Regions from separate parts of the Sus scrofa genome. Here region 2 is linked to region 1. A link is a contact called in public HiChIP or PLAC-seq data. All regions are on one chromosome and are shown on one strand. Each heading gives the region's core, a stretch centred on a gene start, on an enhancer-like site or on the middle of the called end of the contact. The rest is flanking DNA. Distances are from core to core; before and after follow the strand shown. Region 1 overlaps ZNHIT6 (zinc finger HIT-type containing 6). Region 2 overlaps DDAH1 (N(G),N(G)-dimethylarginine dimethylaminohydrolase 1).

Region 1 (5,098 bases), core at 1,283-3,782:
GGGGGTCCGATCAAGAGTGAAGTTATCATCAGGGCACGTGTGTAGCTGCTGGCATTTTAGGAGTTAGTCATTCACACTTGGGTATTTCCTAATTAGCAACACGTTATTTGCAGCCTACCTGGCAGCTGAGAAGCGAGCACACTTACTAAGAACTCTTGGTGTAGGGTTTACAGCGTAGGTAGATGGTGAGTCAGAGAACAAATGTAAAACCAAAGCTTGACTTACTTTCACCTGCCCCCACACCCCACCCCTGGAATTAAAATCTTCATTGTAGAATCACAGCGTATTTTTTATATTGAAGAGAAGCTCAAATGCAAAATACTCCATTTTCTTAAACCAGCCCCACCCTGCGCCCGTAACCAGGGAACACTAGTCCTTCCCTGTGTGATGCAAGGCAGATGTGCTTATGATACTTTACAAGTGGTTCCAGCCTTCAAGGATTAAATGCTTCACATCTTTTACATATTGCTTCCCTTTGAAATAACGTTCAAGCAGTGTTTTTAAAAACGTTACCAGTAATTATACCAAAAAAAGAGAGGCTGAACTAGATATCAAAGTATAAAGTCAGCTTATAAAGTAAAATATAAAATGGATATAACTAAATTTTTCTTAGACGGCAAGACATGCATTTTCAAACAGGAACTTTTCAAAGAGCATCCTGCAAACACTTGTAGTAACTTATTTTCTGTGCATTTTAACTGAATCATAAGGCTTTTATTAAGAGACATTTCCAAAATAAAGGAATGTTTTTGACTTATTCCATTTTCGGGGAAATAATTTTCACTGTATACTTAATGTTTTAGGTATTCTTCTTTTCAAAATATTAAATTTTTGTTAAGCTTCTCTAGATTTCCAAAGCTAAGACAATTAAAAAAAAATTCTTTGAAAGCCACATGGTAACCAGAACCTAATATTATTACTGATATAAAACATAATCCCAGCAAAGGAACATTTAGAGAGTCTTAAAAATTGCCATGTAATAAAGTATATGTTTTTTAATCTTAAAACTATAATTAATTACACTTGTTTAATTTGGAAAAAAAAAAACAAAAAACACTAGTCCCTATTTTATGTGCCATGCAGGGTCTGTACAAAGCACTTAGGATATGAATATTTACATAAGAATTTATAATGGATTATTTTAAAAATATTTTATTCAAATGCAGTAAGAATCTGGTATGTCTTGTGGTTTTAATTAGAACCACCGGATTTTAGTTAGTGTTCACCCTAAGACGTTGCAAACTTCTACTCACGGCAATATTGCTATTGAGTGTCAATAAGCTTCCAGGCTCTGGATTTCCAGTCTGTCACTTAAAAGAGGTCAGATTTCACTAGATAATCTTTGAAATTCTGAGCTTCGCTGCTTTTGCTACTACTGGTGGTTAATCTTAGTCTACCATTAATATTTGCCAGTAATTAAGTAAATTATGTAACCTGTTCGATCTACAAAGAAAGGCTATCGAACCCATGTGAGGTGACATCTTGTAGACGTGGGATTTAATTAAATGAAGCAGTAACTTCCGGTTGCTTGGGTTTGGAATCTAACACTCTGAGTTCAAGTCCTGGCTCCATCACTTACTGGTCTGTGATTCTGTGCAAGTGAACCCCTCTCATCCCTAGTTTCCATGCTTAAAATGGAGATAATAACAGCACTGCTTCCAAGAGTGATCACGAGCACTACATGAGAAAACACAGGACCTGTCAGCTCATTTATTAAGCTGTGAACACAGTTTTACGTTTGCATTTACCTAAAATAACAGGACATTCTGACAGAAATGTTCGTTCAGGACAAGGTCGCTGCTTAGTAACAAAGAATGGAACTTGTTATAGAAGCACTGAAACCCATATTTGCCTTTTTATGCATTCTGCGTTTGAAATGTAGCCTTACAACTTTCTGTATCACTTTTTTCTAAATAGTGATTTTTATTTTTTTCCATTATAGCTGGCTTACAGTGTTCTGCCAATTTTCTACTGTACAGCATGGTGATCCAGTTACACATACATGTACACATTCTTTTTTCTAACATTATCAGGCTCCATCATAAGCGAGTAGACAAAGTTCCCAGGGCTACACAGCAGGATCTCATTGCTCATCCATTCCAAAGGCAGTAGTCTGCATCTCTTAGCTTGGGGCTAAGAGATGCAGACTTTCTGTATCACCTTCAAAGGATTATTTCATATCACATTTACTTCCAAGGGCTACCACTACCTTGAGTGCTTCTTTTTCTACTATCTTGAGGCAAGTGGTAGAGTCTGGCTTGGCAGTGCCCCAAATATTTAGGTGTTAGCTCCTTTGGAAGCCATTAAGTCACTAAATCCTAAAGACAGCTTCATCTTTTCTGAAATTTCACCAACTCTGATGTTCCCATTGGCAAAAGGCCTCTGCTCTCTAAGACAATGACTTGGGTTTTAAAGAATTACGACACCAACAACTTGTCTTTCTTTGCCCTTAGGGACCCTCTCAGACAGCTCCTCTTGCTGCTGGCCTTGTTCACCCTCAGGCTGACCCTGCTAAAGGCAGCTGCTCGGGGCCCTGCAAGGGCAGAGCACAGCAGGCTCACAGGGAGTCCAGGGACGACCGGCGAGACTGAAGGCAATGCTTTTTTAATCCTGGCTCTGTTAGCACCTTTCAAAGAAGCTGGCCAAGGTCTTGAACTTCTTTCTCTGCACTTTATTAGCAAATCAGGATTTATTTTTACCTTCTCGTGATTCAAAAAGGGACAGAGAATTTGAAAAAGAGAGTCCCAAACCATCCTATCTCACATCTGATCACTGACAACCCTTAGGTCATCTCCCCTCCCACCCCCTAAAGAGTACTGAAACTCAATTTGAATGTTTTCCAAATTTAACAATCTAATAGCAACCCCTAAGCCACAAAGTCTTCCCCTATAAAATAAGGTCATCGGATGAGGGATCCCCAAGATCCCTTCCTCTCTAAAATCCTACAAGTTTTGATATTTATCTGACAAAAGCAGCCATTAGCCTGTATTTTAAGAGTTGTGCGTTTGTTTCTTAATTTAGGTTTCTAGGTTAAAAGGGCAACTGACTCCAACGGTGCACAGCTGAGTCTCTTGCTGTTAAAAAATTAACCTGAATCAGTTCGTCATCTGCAGCCAGATGTGTTTAAAGTATGGTTTGTATTAACTAAATTCAGGAAGGTGCCTGAATCGATTATAAACTAAATGTTTTAGATTCACACTTACCAAATTCCTTTAAAATAAGAAATTTCAAGTTCTAAACTTATTTCAATAGAACAGAAAGAGAAGGGATTAAATGAACCAAACAGCTTTTAAAATCCGAATGAAAAGGAAAAAAGTACATTTTAATGAAGATCCAGACTAGGAGAAGAAAGGATAGTATAAACTCCAACTAGAACACAAAACCAAACTACGTATAGGGGTCAGACAGCTAACTCTTCTGTTTAAAAGTTTTAGGTATTATTTAAAATTTCTCCAAGTACTCCCACATGGCAATTTTTGTAACTCATATTGTCCATATCACCTCAGAAGCAAATTTTGTCAAGTTAAAATGTTTATCTAATTTCCCTTAGTTTTCATATTAAAAAAATACGGTCATTGAGTTAGCGGTTTGCTGCCCTTTGTTTTGGACCATCTATGTAATTTGCATAAACATGTAAACGAGACCTCCAGGGGGCCTGAGTTGGGCACCAGCCACTACTGAGTTAATGCAGAGGAATCTCGATGGCTCAGAACCAGGCTGGTTGAGGATGCCAGTCTGTGGATGGCCCAGAAGCTACAGGAGGCAGGGCACTAAAGCCACCCAGTGCACATTCTAAAACATGCTTTGAAGAGGGCCTCACAAAGCTCTCGTCGTAGAGGCCATGTGCTCGCCTCTCCTCACCCTCACCCACAAGCTCAGTTCCTTCTCAATTCACAAGCCCGGGTGCCAGTCTTCCCACTGGTCCTTTCGAGCTGTGGCTCCTCAGGTAACTCAGTCCCCTCACCAGTGTGATGATGGAGAGGTTATCTACCTATCAGCTGGCTTGCAAAGATTTAACGTTAACAGTGTACTAGGTGTAGCTCGCCAAACTCATTTGACCGAGAGTCCAAATGCTGGCTTTGTAACTGTAACCTGGTTTCTTTAAGTAAGTTAATTTCTTAAGAGTCTACGATTCTATCTCGTAGAGATTATTACATCTTCATTAAATTAATGCATGTGAACATGTAGTGGGAACAGTGCCTAGCTTCCATTCATCAAGTAATTCCTCAAATATTTATTCAGTACAATGTACAGATAACCTGCTAAGTAAGGGAAGTTCAGAGAAATAAACCCCATAGTTTATTGGGAATGTCAGTCAAATAAACAACGGTCACATTTCACTGGGGACAGATGACATGACAGAAATCGAAACCTCCACACGTTCCTTCGGGCTGCATGGTGCCTGTAACATCTAGGTACTTCCTTTGCCAACCCCAGCTCCTTCCTGCTTTGGTTCTTAAAACCGCTCCTCCTCTATGGATTTTCTCCTAATTAATATAAGAATTTTAAGTAGCTTTACTCTTGTCAACAGAACACATGCTTCCTCGGGTGCTAAAAATACAAGTCTGCTGAGTACAGACTCTTACGTCTTCTATCTTTATTGGGAAGTCTGACCAGCTTCTCAAAAAACTTTTGCTTAAAGGTTAAATGGTTCATGAACTGACTATAGCATAGAATTAGATTATTTTAGAGTTAGCAAGAACGTCACTACATTCTTTTTTGTCTCCCCTGTGAAGGCACTGTAGCCCTGAGAAGTATTTTACTCAAGGAGATGCAGAGTCGGAATTATGAAGCCGACCTTTCAAGTTCTTCACTCAACTGCTTGCTTGTGTTTATTTCTCACTCGGTACACATGTACTGAGGTCTATCACGTGCCAGACGCTGTTCCAGGGACTGGAAATGCACTGGTGACCTGTGAGGGATTCACGGAGAGGTCTGGTTGGAGAGGAGGCTGAAGCACTTTGGCTAAAATGAAGTATCTGAATCACCTAGAGATTCAACGAATTAGGCCATTATTCCTTCTGAAGAGTATATAAAGTTGGATACAAATTATTACGAACAACAAGAAAGGATCAATTTCGTAGAGTAACATCAAGTT
Region 2 (5,098 bases), core at 1,851-4,350, 260 kb before region 1:
GTTAAGGATCAGGTGTTGCCCACAGCTGTGGTGTTTACCGCAGCTGTAGCTCAGTTTCAAACTCTGGCCCAGGAACTTCCATCGGCTGTGGGTGCAGCCAAAAGAGCCCCGAGAAAAGTCCAACTTCAGTCAATAAGGAGGAAGGTGGCCTGGAAGCTGGAGAAGGCGACACGCTGACAGTCACCGGGTCCAGAGAGCGGCACTATTTACACTGCCACACAGCGCCTGCACCTCTGCCCCTTGGGGTGACCGACACACACTGTTCAGCTCGGATTGTGTCAACGCATCCAAGGAACCCCGGGAGAAGAGCAGACAACCAGAAGCTTCCGGAGGCACAGCCACACCCCGCTCTCCCAAGGGCCGGGCCTGCGCGGGGAAGGCGCTCAGCAGTGTGCCATGGTCCCGTCACTCTTAAAACCCTCCTAACTTAACCTCCTGATCAACCTCCTCCAAGTGCACTGACTCTGAGCTCAACCTTGGGTTGGAACAGACAGAGAGCCCCCCGGGCCCCGCCTCCCAGGCGACGGGCACTTGTCCTTGAAGCTCTGGCTTCAACCAGCCAGGGTGCTCCACGGGGCCCCTTCTCAGGTTCTCCCCACCAGCTCGGGGACGCGACCACAGCACTTCCTCCCCAAGCAGAGATCTCGTTTCCCTCCACCTTCCACTCTTTCTACTTGAAGAATTTAGTCTCAAGCTTGTTTTCCAGCCACAGGGCTTCAGGCCTTCCCATTTAAGTCTAAAAGCCAAGGTCCTAATGAGATGGAGTGTTCACCGCGTACTCGAAAGGCCCCAGATGCAATACATGAGACTGTTTGTTCTGCAAGCATCTCCCCCTAAAAAGACACTGGGTTTTATTTTTAAAATTTTAGTAGGTTTTTTGGCTGAGCCCCTGGCCTGCGGAAGTTCCTGGGCCAGGGATCGAACCCCCACCACAGCAGAGACAACAGTGGATACTTAACCTGCTGAGCCGCCAGGGAACTCCAAGACACAGGCTTTCAAAGAAAAGTTAGCTTTCCACAGGGGTTCGTGTTTCCATAACCAAGTGACGTTCTGCCAGTTTCCTACCCGTGAGAGCTGGTCGTTGGAGGTGCCAGTCATTTCACGCGCCACGATGCTATTCTTTTTTTTTTTTTTTTTTTTTTTTTTGTCTTTTTGCTATTTCTTGGGCCGCTCCCACGGCATATGGAGGTTCCCAGGCTAGGGGTTGAATCGGAGCTGTAGCCACCGGCCTACGCCAGAGCCACAGCAACGCAGGATCTGAGCCGCGTCTGCAACCTACACCACAGCTCACGGCAACGCCAGATCATTAACCCACTGAGCAAGAGCAGGGACCGAACCCGCAACCTCATGGTTTCTAGTCGGATTCGTTAACCACTGCACCACGACGGGAACCCCCACGATGCTATTCTGAACCACACGAGGGGCGTTTTCTGTCCAAAGACACGGTGAGGGACTCTCGGCGCCAGTCTCCTGCCTCTGCCCTCAAATGCTGCCGTCGGCTGGTGTCTGACGCGCTCCTGCCGGTGCGGCCACGGATTTCCCGCACCTGGATCGTGCCGCGGTCCCCGGCCCCACGCTGGGGTTGTGGTAGCAGAGTTTCCTCTGGCGTACCCCAGAAAGGCGATGTGCGTTTAGACGGGCACGCTGTGTGACTCTCAGGTGCGAGAACACTCGCGAACCACTGACTTGGACTCTTCACATTAAATTAGCATGATGTTCACACCTCAAAAGTCTTTTTACTCTTAGTGATGTTACCGCTGCTAGGAGCTCATCTACAGTGGGCTCTTATTACTTGCCAGGGTGTGGACGGGAAAAGACACGAAAGATTAGAAAGTGTGCACAGGAACTATATCCAGTCACCTGTGGTGGAACGGGAGGGAGGATAATGTGAGAAAAAGAAAAATACACACACATATATATAAAACTGGGTCACTTTGCTGTGGAGTAGAAATTGATAGAACACTGCACATCAGCTTTAATGGAAAAGATAAAAATGTAACAGAATGTAAATCAACTTTAATGGAAAAAATGAAAATCATAAAAAAAGAAAATGTGCACAGAATGTAACAGACACCTTTCATGTAGCTCCTAATTAGCTTTTCCCTTTTGAGACTCTGTACCAAGAGTCATCTCTGGACATACGGTCACAGCGTTGAACTTGGTCCCACTTCAAAAAGAGATAAAAGGGAATGGCTTGTTGTCACCTATCTCCAGTGGCTTGTTGTCACCTCCCTCCAAGCTTTTTACATCTGTAGGCAGAAAGTGTTTGAGTGATACCGAGGCAAGTACAGCAGTGACCAGAAATGAAACACAGATTTAGAAATATTCTTAAAGATTGCTGGACTAACGTGACATTTTGAAAGAGGAAAACAAGGAGAAACAGTGATTCTTACGAGCAGAGAAGTAATCCTGGAACGGTTTTTGCAGGAAGGTGACGGCAAATGTACTTTTTTGTTTTAACAATTAAAATTTTAAAAGTTGAAACACAGCTGATTTACAATGTTGTGCTTATTTCAGATGTACAGCAAAGGGATTCCCCGGCACACTCAGATTCTCTTCCCTTCCCCGGCACACTCAGATTCTCTTCCCTTCCCGGTTATTACAGAACACTGAGTAGAGTTCCCTGTGCTCCACAGCAGTCCTCGCCAGCTATCTGCTTTATGCACAGTAGTGCGTATATTTTAACCCCAAACGCCTGATCGACCCTCCCCCGGCAGTTTACTTTCAATCTGCTTCTCTTGCACGTCGTTATTTCTAAGGAGGACCCTGTCGCAGTGCCGTACCTACAGCGTGGGTGTCTTCCCCAGAAGCTGGAGAACAACTTGAAGGTCAAATGTCACTTCCACTTCGGGGGCTACGTTTTACCATATGCTTTATTAGCCTTCGGCCCAGCAATAGGATACTCATCCACACCCAGGCATTTAATACACGCGGTGTCCAGGGAGAAACAGCAGCCCCGCCCCAGCCATCCTGCCTGCAGCTCAGCGGACACATGTCCCTAATCCCTTCGACATCAAGGGCACTGGGCACTGGTGTTGGCCTGGCCAGAGTGTCACACAGGTCATGCTGCGATGGACAGCTGCAGCCCATGAGGCAGAAACCATCCTGGGTTTCTTCTGCCAGCTCCGTTCAGCCAAGAAACAACAGGACACTGCCCGAGATGGGAGCATGCAAATGTTCAAGAGGTTTTTTTCCTGTGCTTTGAGAGCGAGTAGCTAAAGATAATAAAACATAAATGGGAAAGGGTAAAGGACAGAGACTCCCAGTTCAGATGAGCCTCTGCCAATGGAAACTGAAACGGGAGCCAACCCCGTTGGAGCCTCACCGGCCTGCACGTCGGAGGTCACCAGAGCTGCTGGCAGCAGGAGCTGTCCGAGGGCAGCTCAACTCTCAAAATGCGAACCTAGGTCAGTGAAAGCCAGCAACGCCTTCTGCCCACGGTCTGTGCCTGTGTGGGAGGGAACCCAATTCACGGGGACAGGGGGGCTTGAGCTCTTTCCTGAGAATTCCACCAAAGGCACCCCATCTGGGAGCCATTTCTGAAGGACCGTCTCGATCCTCGTCCCCTGGGGCCCGGAACAGTGCCTGGCACAGAACAGCAGTGCTGTGATTATCCGCCCAAGGGCCGACCCGCTCCCTCTCCCTCCCACCTTCCAGACTCATCAGCTGCGTTGCTCCTCTAAGTAGAACTCACCCCCTGCACCCCACACCCCACGGCCGCGGGCTGCTTCCCCTGGTCCAGGCCTCCTCGCCTTTATTCCCGGACCGTGTCATGGTATCTAACGAGTTTTCTTAGTCCGAATCTTCCTTCCTGTTAGTCATTCTAGGCACAACGTCAGAGAGCTCTTGCTGAAATCTCCCCTTTTATAATTTGCTGAGAAACTGTGAGCGGCTCCCCACAGCCTTCAGATAAGAAGACCCCAATTCCTTTGAGTGGGGACCAGCCCCACTCACTTCTTCGGCCTTGCCTCCTTCTCTCCCCGCACGCACCCCCTGTCCCAGCCATCGTCTGTTGGCTATAAGATAGATCCCCCATTGTCCTGTCTGGTGTCCCTGGGCGTCCCCGGCTTGCTGGTCATCCTGGATCACTCAGACTTTGACTCCCGCCCCTGGGATCACGCCCTCCTCAAACTCCCACCACCTCCACCAGGACCCTGTGCCACTCAAGACTTTGCTTGATGTCACCCTGGACCCTGTCCTGTTCCTCATCCATCTCAGTGTCCCTGCGCCTGCGACCACATCTTTCACAGAGATGCTCTCAGGGAGTACTGCTCTATGAGGCTCAAGAAGCCGAGCTTCACACGCATCTGTGGCCTCTCTCTCTCTCTCTCTCTTTCTTTTTAAGGCCGCACCTGCAGCATATGGAAGTTCCTGAGCGAGGGGTCAATCGGAGCTGCAGCTGCCGACCTACACCACAGTCACAGCAATACCAGATCCGAGCCACATCTATGACCTACACCACAGCCTGCAGCAACACTGGATCCTTAACCCACCAAGGAAGGCCAGGGATCGAACCCACATCCTCACAGACACCATGTCTGGTTCTTAACTTGCTGAGCCCCAACGGGAACTCCTGTGGCCTCTTCTCAATTGCCTTTTGAAAACGTCTTTCTTCAGAAGAGACAGCAATGAAAGGTTCTGGAAACCCTACCTTTCTCCCCTCAGGTTTTTATATATGAATTAGGACATGATGTTGTCACACGTCCAATTCAATAGCTGCACGTGTCAGGGGAGCCTCCTCAAGGAAAAATGGAGCCAGGACGGACGGAGTCTACTGCCGCTTTCCCTCGTCGGCCAGCGTGAAAATGTTCAGCTAAGTGCCAGTCTCCCATCACTTCCAGCCACTGAAAGGAGGATGTCGCAGCGGTCAAGAGGCTACAGTGGGCCCACTTTGGAACTATCTACATTGCTGGGCGCTTTACGATTCAATAATTGCGACTTTCTGCCCAATTTGAGACATGGTCCTTCACTTTGACTGCCCACCGTGAAATTCTGATGAGGAACAAAGCTCTCATTCCCTAGCGAGGCTAATTCAGCGTTGTTGTGTTCAGGCCAAGGCCGAGCACAGGAGAGAGGAGCTGAGGCAGAGCCGGAAGCA

The links. HiChIP or PLAC-seq counts read pairs in DNA pulled down with a chosen protein or histone mark.
Region 2: an H3K27ac HiChIP or PLAC-seq map of skeletal muscle shows a contact between it and region 1. The contact joins two enhancer-like sites. A contact is called at or near these places in 1 of 47 Hi-C or Micro-C datasets (heart right ventricle) and 1 of 2 datasets of contacts at active chromatin or transcription factors (skeletal muscle).

What each region holds. Positions count from the first base shown.
Region 1 is chr4:130,333,010-130,338,107 of Sscrofa11.1, reverse strand. The region is part of intron 8 of ZNHIT6 (zinc finger HIT-type containing 6); the gene reads right to left. Among named protein-coding and RNA genes, the nearest start is that of ZNHIT6, 37 kb to the right of the region's middle. Within about 2 kb of position 2,532, at least 7 of the 83 cell types and tissues checked have an H3K27ac peak or open chromatin away from gene starts, as enhancers often do. A contact at or near this core is called in skeletal muscle, where this site is marked.
Region 2 is chr4:130,594,908-130,600,005 of Sscrofa11.1, reverse strand. The region is part of intron 4 of DDAH1 (N(G),N(G)-dimethylarginine dimethylaminohydrolase 1); the gene reads right to left. Among named protein-coding and RNA genes, the nearest start is that of BCL10, 48 kb to the left of the region's middle. Within about 2 kb of position 3,100, at least 12 of the 83 cell types and tissues checked have an H3K27ac peak or open chromatin away from gene starts, as enhancers often do. A contact at or near this core is called in skeletal muscle, where this site is marked.